Linked DNA regions of Anser cygnoides: region 1 is linked to region 2. Evidence: chromatin contacts called from public Hi-C data. All regions are on one chromosome and are shown on one strand. Each heading gives the region's core, a stretch centred on a gene start, on an enhancer-like site or on the middle of the called end of the contact. The rest is flanking DNA. Distances are from core to core; before and after follow the strand shown. Region 1 holds the start of C9 (complement C9). Region 2 holds the start of LOC106036329 (LIF receptor subunit alpha).

What was found. Hi-C and Micro-C count contacts between places; a contact is called where the count stands out from the background.
Region 1: a contact with region 2 is called in a Hi-C map of liver, with 8 times the contacts expected there. The contact joins the promoter of C9 here to the promoter of LOC106036329 in region 2. A contact is called at or near these places in 2 of 7 Hi-C or Micro-C datasets (both in liver).

The regions. Positions count from the first base shown.
Region 1 is chrZ:67,817,757-67,822,254 of Taihu_goose_T2T_genome, forward strand. C9 (complement C9) reads right to left here and starts at 2,034. Exons shown (of 12, transcript XM_066987688.1): 1 at 1,517-2,034. The coding sequence starts at 1,602. It overlaps DAB2 (DAB adaptor protein 2), which reads right to left. Exons shown (of 16, transcript XM_048048447.2): 16 at 3,543-4,498.
Region 2 is chrZ:67,506,173-67,510,110 of Taihu_goose_T2T_genome, forward strand. LOC106036329 (LIF receptor subunit alpha) reads right to left here and starts at 1,593. Exons shown (of 21, transcript XM_066988901.1): 1 at 1,448-1,593.

The DNA of each region.
Region 1 (4,498 bases), core at 784-3,283, 310 kb after region 2:
GAGTGTCACTGAAGGTGGTAAATCAGAGCGAGAATTTTAGAGACAAGTATGGAAATCAAAATACTTTCTGTGCTACCCATCACTGGGAAGGTTTGAGGAATGGAAGAATGGTCTTTTGAAAGAAAAAGGCATTTCAAAATCAGTACACAAAAATTGCTTTCACCTCTCTTAGATTGCAAAATACTTTATTGGCAGCTTCAAGCCAACCATCCTCATTGATTTATTGTTGATCTGTGCATTAAAATATAGAGCTATTCAATCCATCATTTAAAAAACTGATGACTTGAGAAAGAGGGTTGGTCTGATAGTTAGAACTGACCAACAAAGAAGTCATGGCTCCCTTGTAACTGAAGCCATGATAGCATTACATGACAGTAAACTTAAACAGGTTCCCCAGGGGCATAGTCAGAGCACCAAACTTGTCGGAGTTTAAGAAGCTTTTGGACTGTTTTGGACTGTGCTCTTAGTCATATGGTCTGAATTTTTGGGTAGACCTATGTGGTGCCAGGAGGTGGACTTGATGATACTCGGGATATTCTATGATACAACAACTGTGGCTGCTAGTGCCATCTTGCAGCTGCATGGTCTGGCCCACGTTGCCTGCTCCAGAAGCTGTAATAGTCTTATCTTCTGGCTGGATTATTTCTAGATGAATATATCAAAGCTGTGCTCTAATTAGATCTGGATGCCCAATTAACCATCATCAAAAAGAAGGGAGAAACATAAAGCCTTATGGTTTTGAAGGCTCTTTTTGCAAAGTCTGTTCGGGTATTTCAAGCATCAATAGCAGTATCCAGCCTCAGGCCTAGACACTCATGCAAGAAGCAACATTTTTTTTTTTTTTTATACAGCATTCATGTCATCACAAAACACTTCACATACCACAATTTAAGTCTTAAAGCAGGCAGACCTTGATTCGTTCTTAATGTACATTTGGCTATTAAGACTTACATTCTTACACCACTTAGTACTGGCTATTCTCATAAGTGAGACATAGACTAGTCAGAGCTATTTCTCGTTGTGTAGCTATTCAGTTGTTTTCAAATGATATTTTCATAGAGACTGAGCCTGCAGTCCTCCTCCTTCTAGTGATGTTTATACTGAAAACCAAAGGCTATATTTCCAAAGAATTAGAGATGTGCAGTCTAGGAGACTTGAGATATTAATATAAATACTATCAGCATAAAATTGTGCATATAATAATATAATGATTGAGATCGTACTATATTTTCACACTCAGCACATAATGGAAAAAAGCTGCTTGAGCTCCACCCTCACTATAAGAATATAAGAGTAAGAATATAGCTTCAACAGCTATCAATGTAATTGATGGCAAAATAAGTGAAGTGGATAAACCATTTTAACTTCTTGAAAAAAAAAAATCTTCAAGGAAAGAAGTTCCCGATTTCACCAAATATATAAGCAAGCTGCCAGTGGAAATGTTTACATTGGTGGCTTATGCTATGTTGGAGAAAAATAATAGCACAGACAGCTATAGAAAACTGAAGACACTTACCTTCTGCTTTCTCCCGAAAGTGAGGCAAACACCTCTAAACTGCATAATATGAATATTAGCTGCAGGACAACATGCATGCTTCTCATTTTGTATCTGAGTAGGAAAGAAATGCTGAAACTGAATTTGCAAACTCTTTATTTGTTCTGTTTGTTATTTATTACCAAGAGGAGAACAAAAAAAGGCAGCACTTACTGAAAAATGCAAGTTGCTAGCCAAAACTGACTTACGGTAAGTGCTCTAAAGTCCACTTTTCAGAAAGTTTGGCTTTTTCCTCTATGGAGATTGGGAAATAGTATAAAGTAGTTTCACGATGAAAGAGCATTTACTAGTATCTTTTAAATATAGGGAAGATGTTTTCCATTCAATTAAAATAAATTAACTGCCTAGTAACAGCAATCATAGTGACTTACATAAGGAACAAGTAGTTCCTAAAGCAGAGCTGTTTACAAGGGTAAATTCAGTTTCATTCAGTTTCTAACATGTTTGGAATTCTTATTTGTTGCATTTGAGGAAAAAAAAGTCCTAACATTCCTCCCTCCACTCCCACCCCCTAATGCCAATATAAAAGAGCAACACAATTTTTTTTGATGTTTTGAAGTAGGCTTCTACTTCTCACTCTCTCACCAAAACCCCAAACACAAGCTACTCTTTAGAAGGCCATTCTTATTCAGCAGTTTTTTATAACCCAGATTTAAGGCACTGTGTGCTGGACAGAGCCACAGAACAGAAGTAACACATAGATAACCTGGTTTTTAGCAGTTAAGCATTACTTAAGCATTTGGACTCAAACCTTAAATAATCTAGTACAAGGTTATTCTGCAATACCATGGATAATAAATACTTTTCCCCCCTGTTCCCATTTTATTTTTTTTATTTTATTTTATTATTTTTTTAAGGTTGAATAGGAGTGGCAGGTTTTTTGTTTTTTTTTTTTTTTTTTTTTATAACCCATGCTTGACTTGGGACAATCTCTATGAAGAAATCTTATGCAGCATCGATCCAGCTTGATGAGTCCAGTTACATTAGTTTGTTGAACATGAAAGCCAGACCATGACACAGACACTTGTACTGTTTCATCATACCTGCTTCAGTTGATGTTAAATATACCACCAAGTTCATGGTTCTTTAAAACAGAAACTAAGTCATAGCAAATGTCCATTCAAACTTAACTAGCAGACCAGCAATCATCTTTGACCAGACTGGAAGAGGTTCTTCTAACTTAGTGATTATCCCGACAAGTATTGTCAAGCTCCAGCTAGAACTGTTAATTTTAGCTTGAACAGCAAATAGTCATTTAGATACTTAGTTCAAACTATGCTGGTAAATATATCCCTTCTCTTAAGCAAGGAGAGAGAACACTTTTGTTTTAGATTAGATGGTATTTTTGAATACTAAATCACATGTTGCTATGCAGGAAAAAAAAGATTCATAAGACCTATATTTCAAGCTGGATACCAACTCCCTTCCAAAGGAGTTGTTTTCAATCCCAATCAACTGGTATTGGCAGAAGCGAGTAACCACCTATTCTATTGTAGTCAGCCTGACTTTTTTGCTGAATGTTACAGGTCTGTCTCCAGTACCAAAGGTGAATCTAAGACAGTAGCTTTCTGACAGATTTGTTCTTGTTAGCCATCTGCATTAATTGTAAAGTGAGCTAGATCTTTTCTCCCTTCCTATTTAGTTTTCCCTGAAGGAGTTTTGTCTATTTCAACTACTTTGCAAGTGGCCTAATTAAATTACACTACATTTAGAAGCTTAATTCATTCATGTCTACAGCTTCCATGGTCCTAGAGAATCAAGCAAGAAAGCATCTTCATTAGCAGAAAACAATTTACCAAGTCAGTTGAAAATTTTATATTTTGTGTTGAGCAGGCCTGAAGCTACAGAAAGACCTAGGACCCTGCTGTCAGACAGCCAGTGTAAGAACCGAACTGGAGACAAACAGTTTTTAGCAGGCTCTGAAATCCTAGAATCAACTGAGGCGCAAGATTGAGTTCTAAGGACAGAATTAACAGCCACACAGATATTAGTTTGCTATGAAGAGTTGCTTCTTTTTAATGTCATTAGGTAACATCACTTGAGATACTACAATTATATAACAGTGTAATATCCGTAAGTTTCTACATTTCCAGTTTGAGACAAATACTTAAGTTCATAGCTTTTTTGCATTACAGAAAGTGCAAGAGAGATTTATATACACTTGCATGACTGACTGAAGTGGGTACTAAGGCTCTCTCCAAGCTGATTTTCTTAGCTTTCCAGTTCAGCAAACACTTAGACATTTGATTTAACAATACTGTTTCAAGTTTATGCTTAGTATTAACAGAAAAAACTCAGATATCAGCATTCACCACTGGCCAAGAACATAGCTGTTACAATTGGTCATAACTGACTGATTTAAAGGTCTGTTAGTAAAGAGGTTCTTTAGAAAAGGCACATTTAAGAGATGGAGGGCTACCTCACATTAATAGCACAGAGCTGGTGCATCTGTTCACAAGGAATCTAGGCATGGATTGAAGCCATGATTGTCTTTTTGCTTTCTGACATACTGGGAACATGTCATGCTACACCATGTGTGAACTTAAACTGAGCAACACTGGGGACATTCACTGAGATATAAGCAAGAAGCCTATCTGCTTGTTCCACTTGTCTGCCAAGCCACCTTAATTTTAAAAAAGTGATCTAGTAGATTTCCCTCCCTGAATAAGCCATGTTAGCACCAAAACAACAGTTAGTGTCAATGACTAGCTCAGTGTTCAAGAAGTGTTTTGTCTTATCTGACCCTACACTGTAGACCTCTAGTACTCAGGACTCCAGCAATTCTGTTACAGACCCCACAGTTCATCCTTTTATTACATTTCTGTGGCAGAATGTTACTTGTACCATTAGTTAAGTGGACAAGTATTCTATTTCTCCTCCAGCCATACAATTTACATTTCTGTGGCTTAGAGACCAAGTCATATGTCCAGTCACCAATTAGAA
Region 2 (3,938 bases), core at 343-2,842:
TAATCTTCCTCACAGCTACTGAACCTGCTAAGTCTGATTAACGGTCTGGGTTCGTGCTACATGTTAAGGGTTTAATAAGAATTTAAAGAATTCTTTTACAGTAAGGAAAAAAGGCAGAACAGACTCCCAGGTGAGATGTCACAGACAAGTCACATTGACTTAAGTAACAACCTGCCCTCAAACACAACAGAAAGCCACCCAGTACCTGTGATTCCATGACAGAATTTGACAGGACACAGCCAACTTGGTTGTGGAAAATGAATATATGATGGCTTTTGCAACAGAGATTTTAAGTGTGAAAGTCTGTAGAAGAGAATTCAAACAATAATTCCTACATGATAGCCACAGCCAGGATCTCCCTGGCACTAGGTGATTACAATATTTATCTGGAGCTCGACTCCCATTTATAGCGAAGTCCCCAGGCATCCATCACAGATTATGACTGAAAAACAGAAAAACCACCTACATCACCAGTTCCTGCCGAAGCAACCCCACAGCATGCCAACACAATACGCCCAGCTCAAATTTACTTACACACCGAACCTCAACAGGAGAACAACTCCCTCTCCAGAACCACCTTGGAGGCTTAGAGAGATCTTTTTAAAACCCCAGCCTCTAAACCCGTCACAAGTTCAACCCCTTAAAATAGACACGGCAAGCTGCCACCGTGCCCTGGCGCAGCCGGCGTGCGGCGAGGCGCGCAGCACAGCCGGATGCTCTCCAGCCACAGGGAGGGCTCCAGATTCCCCTCCCAAGGTCCCTATTATATATATATATATATATATATTCACATGTGTATGTGTATATATATATGTGTATATATATATCTACATGTATATATATGTGTGTGTGTGTATATATCTGTGTATATATATATACATGTGAGTATATATATATATGAGTATATATCTGTGTATATATATCTGTATATATATCTGTGTATATATATATATACATGTGAGTATATATGTGTGTATATATATTTGTATATATGTGTGTGTATATGTGAGTATATATATGTGTGTGTATATATATGTGTATACATATGTGAGTGTATATATGTGTGAGTGTATATATATAGTGTGCATATATATACGTGTGTATATATGTGTGTGTATGTATGTATGTGTGTGTGTGTGTATATATATATGTGTGCGTATATATATATCTATCTATATATCTATATTCGGAGGGTGTTAGTTCCAAAGCCAACCAAATAAATGAGCCCTCACGCCGAGGAGAGGCACGCACACTTACCACGGCTCCGTCCTCGCTCCGACCAACCTGCCGCACAGCCGCTTTTTAAGCTCCGGGCAGCGGCGGAGCGGAGCCGCCGCTTTCGCCGCCGTCCCCCCGGGGGAGGCAGCGCCCGACCCCCGCCGCGCCCCCACCTGTCCCCGGTCCGTGCCGAGCCCCCGGGGCTGCCGTGCCCCCTTCGCCCGCTCACCCGCCGCCGCCTCGCCCTGCCCTGCCCGGCCGCCGCCTCATGCCGCGGGGCTGCCCGGCGGCGCGCTCCCGGGCGGCCCAGCTCCGGCGGGCAGCAGTGCGCAGCGCCGACAGGAAGGAGGGAGGGAGGGAAGCGGGGAGGGAGAGAGGGAGGGAGCGATGGAGGCAGGCGGCGGGCAGAGGGAGGAGAGGGCCTGGCGGTCTGCCCGCGGGAGGAGCCTCGGCCGCGCACCGCCCGGCGCCGCGGCTGCCCGGGATGGCGGCGGCACCCCCCGGGCCTGCCCCCCGGGGACGGCGCCCCCCGGGCTCAGCGCGCCGCCGCCGCCGCGGGGCTGAGGGGCGGCCGCGGGCCCTGAGGCGAGCTCAGCGCCGCGTCCTGGTCGCTGCGCCGCCGCTGGGGATGCTTGGGAGGCCGGTGGTTTCCGCCGGGTCCCCGGCGGGCTGTTGGGAGCGGGCTGCGGGGGCTGGTGGAGTCACGGGTCTGGCCTGATCGTCCCCGGTCCCCGCCGGGACGAGGCCAAACGCCCGGCTAAGGAAAGGGCTCTGGATGTCCCCGGCACCGCCAGCCCTCCGGGGCACGAAGCGGTGGGCCCAGGGCACGGAGTGCGGGAGGCGTTCGACTCATTTTATCTTGTATTTGCCTCTAGTCTTTGAGGTCTGGGGCTCGACCTCCAACATTTCTTTGAAGCCACAACAGTTACGTGCCAGCCTCTCTTTTAAATTAAACTTGAAATCCTCACAATCCCACAGTCTCAAGAGTCAGGCAATTAAAAAAATATATACCACGAGGCCCATAAAATCAGAAGAGTTGGCAGGCCTGTGGCTCCTCTTTTGTTCCCCAGTAAACCACAGCAAGACCAGGAGAAAAAGTAACTGTTCAGTTTTCCCTGCATTTTTCTGCCTACATTTTCCTACGGAGGTTTCCCAAGTTGTCGTAGATTGTTTTTCTCAGAATGTAGGTAATAAAGAACTGTGTATGCTTGCACAGAGGTCCTGGACCAGGCTTGTATCCTGTCTTGACTATGTAGATGGATTTCAGGTCCTCAAAGCCACAGCCTCCTGCCATCCTCCACGTTCCCTGCTCAGGCTAAGTGAATATAGGCTGTTTTGTAGAGTTGAAATCTTGCATCCTTGCCTTCACTTTCCAGTGTTTTCACTTGTGCAAAGACAATTGAAGCTTCAGTAGACCAGAGCAAGAGAAGCATGAACCTTGTGGTTAGGTCTCTTCTGCCTCAAGAGCATGCTTGACTTCGGGCCTTGTATCCTGAGGCAGTTGTCTATCCGTTGACCTGCGTCACCTTCTTAAGAGGAAGCATTGAGTCTCCTTATACACATACTGTTCTTGAGAAAGAAGGGTTGGAGAGAAGCCCTGGGCTGTGCATTCCAAGCAGAAGATGATGTTTCCTCCTGACATAGCCTGAAACATGTAAAACTCCAAGGACAGAGAGACTTTTGGAGAGTTCTCTCCTTAGTGGTCTTCTAACCAGTAGGTTTAAGCAGTTACCTTCTAGCATGTCAGTCAGGTCTTCACAGTCCCAAATGTCTCCCCACTGGAAAGGCCTGCTGGATGCCTAATTCTGTGGTCTGAACTTTGCTGTGCAGTTCAGGCACCAAGAGATTTGATATGTCAGCTGCCTAAGACCATTTCTGCATTTAATTCCTTGTTCCTGTTCTAACCCTGAAGTCCTCCTGGCCTCTTTCCACGTTACAGCAGCCAGGGCTGGGAATGTCCTTAGCACCAGAAGGCCTGGGGAGAAGAAGGTGGCCATTTCACTGCTCTGACACATCCGAGGGAGGAGTGCCTCTGCCTTTCTGCCGTTTCAGATCTCAGGAACTGAAGCCTGGTGTCTTCCCAAAGTCTGCATCCAAGGCTGGGAAGGACACAGCTCGTGCCTGTGCTGTGGAGACTGCTCCAAAAATGCAGGTTTCCATCGATGAAAGGGACACAAGGACTCTCTTTTGAAGGCACTGAAAATGTCAAATGAAATTGTACCACCTTTCTTTTCTGCAGCTCATGTTACTTTCCCCTTAGTAATGGCTCACAGGCGTTTCACTTGGCAGGAAGCCCTGCTGATCAAGGAATGTGTACTAGAAGTAATTGCAGAAGATCTGGCCCATTTTGTGTAAGACAAAATCAAACGGTATTCATTTTTACTATTTTCTCTTACTGATTAGCAAGGCAGCTTCCCTGTAATTTACAGGCATTCTGTACAGGAACTGGGTAAAGAGGTGTTCAGTTTTTTAGAGCAGGAAAATGTGACTGTGAAATGAGAAGGAGCTGCCAGGAGAAATCAGAGGCAGGGGTAGTTCCTGAAGTTATTTTAAGGCTTTGGTATTGTATTTAATGACTCAATGTTTAATGACGCAATTAGAAGTTAAGAAACTTTTTTGACCTGATGCTATATAAGACAAGACTGTATAGTAAAAGTTTCAAGGTGATAAAGCTGCGGATGGTTAGGTTTCAGTTATCTGATTGTTATACAGTGAAATAT